Linked DNA regions of Triticum aestivum: region 2 is linked to region 1. The links are chromatin contacts, called in public Hi-C maps. All regions are on one chromosome and are shown on one strand. Each heading gives the region's core, a stretch centred on a gene start, on an enhancer-like site or on the middle of the called end of the contact. The rest is flanking DNA. Distances are from core to core; before and after follow the strand shown. Region 1 holds the start of LOC123072055 (transcription factor TCP20). Region 2 has its middle 43 kb from the start of LOC123072055.

What was found. A called contact is a pair of places that touch in the nucleus more often than the background predicts.
Region 2: a contact with region 1 is called in a Hi-C map of leaf, with 2.9 times the contacts expected there. The contact joins the enhancer-like site here to the promoter of LOC123072055 in region 1. A contact is called at or near these places in 3 of 5 Hi-C or Micro-C datasets (leaf and root).

What each region holds. Positions count from the first base shown.
Region 1 is chr3B:733,563,084-733,565,967 of IWGSC CS RefSeq v2.1, forward strand. It overlaps LOC123072055 (transcription factor TCP20), which reads left to right and starts at 1,514. Exons shown (of 2, transcript XM_044495614.1): 1 at 1,514-2,884. The coding sequence starts at 2,028.
Region 2 is chr3B:733,606,539-733,609,636 of IWGSC CS RefSeq v2.1, forward strand. No RefSeq gene overlaps it. Among protein-coding and RNA genes, the nearest start is that of LOC123072055, 43 kb to the left of the region's middle. Within about 2 kb of position 1,598, at least 8 of the 8 cell types and tissues checked have an H3K27ac peak or open chromatin away from gene starts, as enhancers often do. A contact at or near this core is called in leaf and root, where this site is marked.

The DNA of each region.
Region 1 (2,884 bases), core at 264-2,763:
TTTTTTTGCCTACAAAAGTAAAGAATATTATGGGTGCAAAAATTGTGTAACCGTTGTACTTGACAGGACTCCCGATAGATCAAGCACACAAGTCAAAGATGGCATGAAAAATGGCATGCTACAGAAAATGCGTGACACTTTTCCTTTAATATATGATTGCGCTACCTTCGACATGAATGGCAAGCTATATCGGAAACAAGAACAAATGATTGCGCTAACAATTAAATAGCTTATAAAAAATAATGACAGTTTAGATAATACTACGACCCAAGGTGGATATATAGCATCTTGGACCATTGATGCGTTTCTAAGTAACAACAAACTAGTGTTTTGATACTTTATCTGATCCTGAATGTAAGTTTATAGGTCACGGCATATCATCTTACGAAAAAGGTATATACGCTATGAAAGTAATTTTTTGTAAACCAAATAATGATACAAGTTTGATGTTTAAGATATTATTAGGGCATCTTTTGTTCGTTCTAAAGATGCAAAATAGATACATCAAGCTCATTCAAATCCTACTGTGTTTTTCATTTGTTTGACCGTGTCACAGAAAAACAATAGATATTTTCAAGAGGTCTGAGTGCACAATTAAATTTCCTTCAAAATGTTGTGTGAATGAATTCTTAAATCTAAGGATTTGAATCCTCTAAATTTTGTTTGAAAATATTTTGAATGAGAGAGACCCTACAACTTTTTTTAATTAAGATTTTTTTTTGGCAGATAAATCAGATGTTTGTCTGGTAAAACTTTAGATGGAGTAACATTCGGTTTCGTTTGAAATCTGCAACATGAATCTCTACTATTAAACGAAAGTTGGTGGTCGTACGCCCGATGTAGAGGTTGCAATAACTAAATCCAATCAAATCAAATCTTTTGCAGCCCCTTCAACGATAGATGCAATGTAATTGCATTAACGCAATCAAATCAAATCAAACCATTATAGCTATATGCCAGACATGAGCAAACAAATAAAATCAAATCTTTTACATTAACTCAATCCAATCAAATCATTTTCTACATTAGAATATGGTGGGTTTAAAGTATATGTTGCACACGATTAATGTTGAACCTACAGAATATGTATGGCTCCATTGCAACACACGGACAATTAGCCAGTGCCACGCGTGTCTCAAAATGTGTGTCATAAAACGTGTTGCATTTTGAGACAAGGGAGTATAAAATAAAAAGTGATGTTGTATTTCTCTCAAAGCAATCCAAAACTTTCTTTTTTTGCCAGTGAGCAATCCAAAACTTTCCTTTTTTTGCGAGTGAGCAATCCAAAACTTTGAGATACAAAAATCGTAGGCTGCAATACAGATATAAGCAGCCACGTGCCAGGACTCACAGGCTGTAGTATTCCAAATACTACAGCATAGCAGCTGTTGTTGGATGTAACAAAATGCCTGAATGCAGTTGTTGTCTGACAGCTTTCCTCCCCCTTTCCACCATTCCCCCATTTTACCCCGCCTGCCTCAGTCAGTCTCAGTCACCTCACTCAGTTGAGTTGTACCCCCACCAACCACAGCTTGAACTCCAAAAGAGGGCAGTAAAAATTACTACTCCACCAAAGCACTTCATCACTCAAGTTACTAGCCTAGATCCTAACCCTAACCCTGGACAAGATTAGCAGCTCCCAACACACCAAAGCTGAAAAAAGCTAAAAAAGCCAAGAAATGACAGCGGAGGAGGAGCAGCAGGAAAAGACATCGCAGGGGAGGAAGAAAGTCCGGTAAATCCAGAAAGTGGGCGTGGTATCTATCTATCTATCTATCTTTCCCTAGATTTTCTTATTCCCCCCTCCCCTATCTCTCTCTCCTCGGCGTCTTCTCTTCTCTCCCCATCGCCATCTGCGGTCCATTATTGGTCTCCTCCTCCCTTGTTCTTGCCTGGTTTTTGGGGAAGGGGAGGGAGGCGGGGAGGGCGATTTGGCAGGAGGAAGACGAAGAAGGAGAGGAGGAAAGCTGTTGATTTTGGGGGACGGACGGCAAGTTGGTGTGGTTGTTTTGCGTGTGGGTGTGGAGATGGACCCCAAGTTCCCCCCTCCCCCACCGCTAAACAAAGCGGAGCCCACCTCCGCGGCGACGGCCACCACCACCACCTCCTCCCCCTCCTCCACGCCCGCCCAGCACCACCAGCAGCAGCACCACCAGCAGCAGCAGCTGGATCGCGAGCAGTACCACCACCCGCCGGCGCAGGAGCAGCAGCAGCCGCCGCATCAGCAGCACCTGCAAATCCAGGTGCATCAGCAGCAGGAGGATGGGGGCGGGGGCGGGGGGAAGGAGCAGCAGCAGCAGCAGCAGCAGCAGGCGGTGGTGGCCGCGGCGGCGGCGGCGGGGGACCGGAGGGTGCAGGCGCTGGGGCCCAAGCGGAGCTCCAACAAGGACCGCCACACCAAGGTGGACGGCCGGGGGCGCCGGATCCGGATGCCGGCGCTCTGCGCCGCGCGGATCTTCCAGCTCACGCGCGAGCTCGGCCACAAGTCCGACGGCGAGACCGTGCAGTGGCTGCTGCAGCAGGCCGAGCCGGCCATCGTCGCCGCCACCGGCACGGGCACCATACCGGCGTCCGCGCTCTCCTCCGTCGCGCCCTCGCTCCCCTCGCCCACCTCCGCGCTCGCCGGCCGCCCGCACCACCACCACCACATGTGGGGGCCGCCGCCGGCCTCCGCGGGCTTCTCGCAGGCCGGCTTCATGAACTCCTCCGGCGCCGACGGCGGGGGCATCGGCGGCCTCATGCAGCGGATTGGCCTCCCCGCCGGGATCGAGCTGCCGGGCGGCGGCGCGGGGGGCATGGGTGGCCACATCGGGTTCGCGCCCATGTTCGCCGGCCACGCGGCCGCGGCCATACCGGGGCTGGAGCTCGGCCTGTCGCAGGAGGG
Region 2 (3,098 bases), core at 348-2,847, 44 kb after region 1:
CAAGCTCCGCCGGAGAAAATACACACGTACATATATACTGCTGTTGAATCGATTCTCTCCTGAGCACACACGTACACACAAGAAGTACGTGCCACCATGTACAAGTTGGACATGACTATTCTAATCGTGATTAGCTCTAATGATGGACGTCGTCAGCTGCCGGCGGCAGCCCCCGAGCCGCGGGTGGCATGGGCGCGAGCTCGGTATGTGGTGCAGGTGCGAGCTATTGTCGACTTGAGGACGAAGTGAACGCGTCCGGCGAGGCCTGCAGAGGCGACTAAGGCGATGACGGTGCAGTCGCGTGTGCTTGCTTTAGGAGCTGGTGCGCCGCTAGGAGCTGGGAGCCTTGCCAATTTGCCATCCGGTTGACGCACCAATTTTTTTACAGAGGAAGGAGCTCGAGAAGCCATCCCGCCGGGGTTCAAGAAGAGTACGAAGGCGAGGGGTCACGCAGAGTGGGCGCAACAGTAGTACATCATGCGACACAAGGTACTTCATGTACCATGCTGGGTTTGGCTCCCTCGTGGTTGGCTGCTCGTTGGTGCTACCACGAGGTCGACGAGTGGTTTGGGCGCGACGCGCGATGGCAGAAGGATCGGAGGAGGACAGGAACCGTGCCGACCTGGCACCTGCAATCTGCCCAGTAACTAAAACCGCTTGAAAAACCAGTCTAGTAGGTGTGAGGGGGTGATTCACCTGGTTTGGGAAAGATCAGGGGGTTATTTACCCGGTTTTAGACTTCGGGCAGTAAATTGTTCGTTTCATGAAACCTCGGGGGGTTACGTGGACTTCTTTCTGCTGGACGCAGACAGAAGTTTTTCACTGGAGAAGCATTGTACAGGTTTCAGACTTCCTCACAAAATAGTTTGCCTGAACGCAAACGTGTCATGTCTGTTCAACTAGGATTACTCACAGCTAGAATCAAGATCATGTTCGACTAGGATTACTCACAGCTAAAATCAAGACCTAAGACCGCACAGCAGGCCTCCACATGGGAGGTTGAAGAGAGAGAAAAGCAACCACACAAGATCCATGACTTCGGACAGCTTTCCTCTGGTGATTGTGATTGAAACTGCCAAGTTCGTGGCCGCCTGCGCAACAAGCACAGACGCAATTCTGCCGCCTGAATCCACTGCGTGAGACGAGACGAGAGGAGGGGGGACGCTAGCCGGACCTGCGGGGAGGTGTGGGCGACGTCGACGCCCCGAGAGATGAGAGCGAGAAGGTGCTTGAGCGCGTCGATCTTGTCGTCGTCGAAGCCGGAGTCGAGGAGCGCCGGGATGGCGGCGCCGTCCGGGTCGTCCTACAGGTGCGCGTCCGCCACACTGCCCACGACGTTGCCGCGCCGCTGGCCCCCATCCCGCACATCTCCGAATCAGACTCTCTATAGGCGGCGAGGCTGCGCGGCGCGGATCTTGCGTGCCCGAGCTCCCTCGTCGAACGCGGCGGCAAGGCGGCGCGACGCGGATCTTGGCAGCCGTCGCGTTTCGCCGGGTCCGTCTCGTTCACGGGAGCGCGATGGGTACACATGGAGCGGGCCGAAACTCGTATAACCTGGGCCGTCCACGAGAGGGACTGGGTCATATTTTTCTGTGGGCTTGGAAGAAATATAGGGGAGTGCCGGTTCACTCAACTAGCTCCCGCTAGCGCACCTTGTGGGCCAGCCCAGGCACACGCAGGAGAATTGTAGCGCGAAAAACCTCCAAATTTTTTGCTCCGCTGAGGATTCGCACCGATTCTTTACAGTGCACAGTGCCTTACAACTCGAGCTACAAGGAACTATTCAATGATTACAGCGTGAAATGTTCGAAGCCGTGCTATTTCTTGCACATACATTTCAGAAAAACGAAAGTGATTTTCTGGAAAAAAAATCGAACCAACTTTTTAGAAATAATGAATTAGAAAAAAGTTGAAATTTTAAAAAGTTGATCCGATTTTAAAACATCATCGAATTAAAAAAAAATTCATCAAATTTTAAAAATTCATTAAACGTAATTCTTTTATTGATTTTGAAAAAAAGTTCATCAAATTTGAAAAATGTTCATCAAATTTGAAAAATGTTCATCAAATTTGGAAAAATTATCAATATTGAAAAAAGTTCACCAATGTTTTTATAAATAATCTAATTTAAAACATTCATAAATTTCGAAAAAAGATTCACAAAAATTGAAAAAAATGCGCATTAAAGAAAACAAAAAAGAATGAACAGTAAAAGATAGAAAAACAAAAAACTGAAGAACTAAATAAAAGAAAGAAGCAAAGTACGTTTGCACGAGCGAGGAGATAGCCTGGTGGTTCGAGAATAGCCCTCGCAATGAAGGCGTCACGGGTTTGAACCCATGTGCCTGCGCCTTTTTTACCTTTCTGGAAAAAGGAACAAAAATAGAAATGGGCCGGGCACAGTAGACGCGGCAGCAGGAACCGTTTAGCAGAAATATAGAGCGGTTATTACTCTTTCTACTAACCAGTGCGTGCAGCGCCAAGTTGGATTCGCCGAAATATAGTGAGCCAATGCGAAGGTGTGAGGGCATTGATCTGAACCACGACAACTATATCTCGCTTATGGCAAGAATATCAACCATCTCGTCTGAAGCTTTTCCCTAAACCCTACAGTATTGGGCCATCATGTTCGTCCTCTCGCTAAGTTTGATGCGTTCACTTCGTTTTTTTCCTTTTTTCCTTTTTCTTTTTCTTTCGGTTTTCTCTATTTCTTTTATTGTTTTCGGTTATCTGTGTTTCTCCTGTTTATTGATTTCATCATTTTTTCATTTCTTTATTCATTTCCCTGATTTTTTTACTTTCCTTTGTTTTCTTTACTTTTCTTAGTTTCTTTCCTGGTTTTTTCTTTCTTTTCCTTTTTTCTTCATTTTTCCTTATTCTACCTTTTGTTTGCTTCTTTTTCTTTTTTTGCAGTGGGTTTCCTTTGATTTTCTTTTGTTTCTTTCTCGGGTTTTAATTATACTTATGTTTTCTCTGTTTTTTTTCTCTGTTTCCTTTGCTTCCTTATGTTTCCTCGTCACTTTTTATCATTTTTGCTCTCTCCTCAACACATATCTAACACAGTGTGTACGTTTTTGGTGTACATCTGGAACATTTTC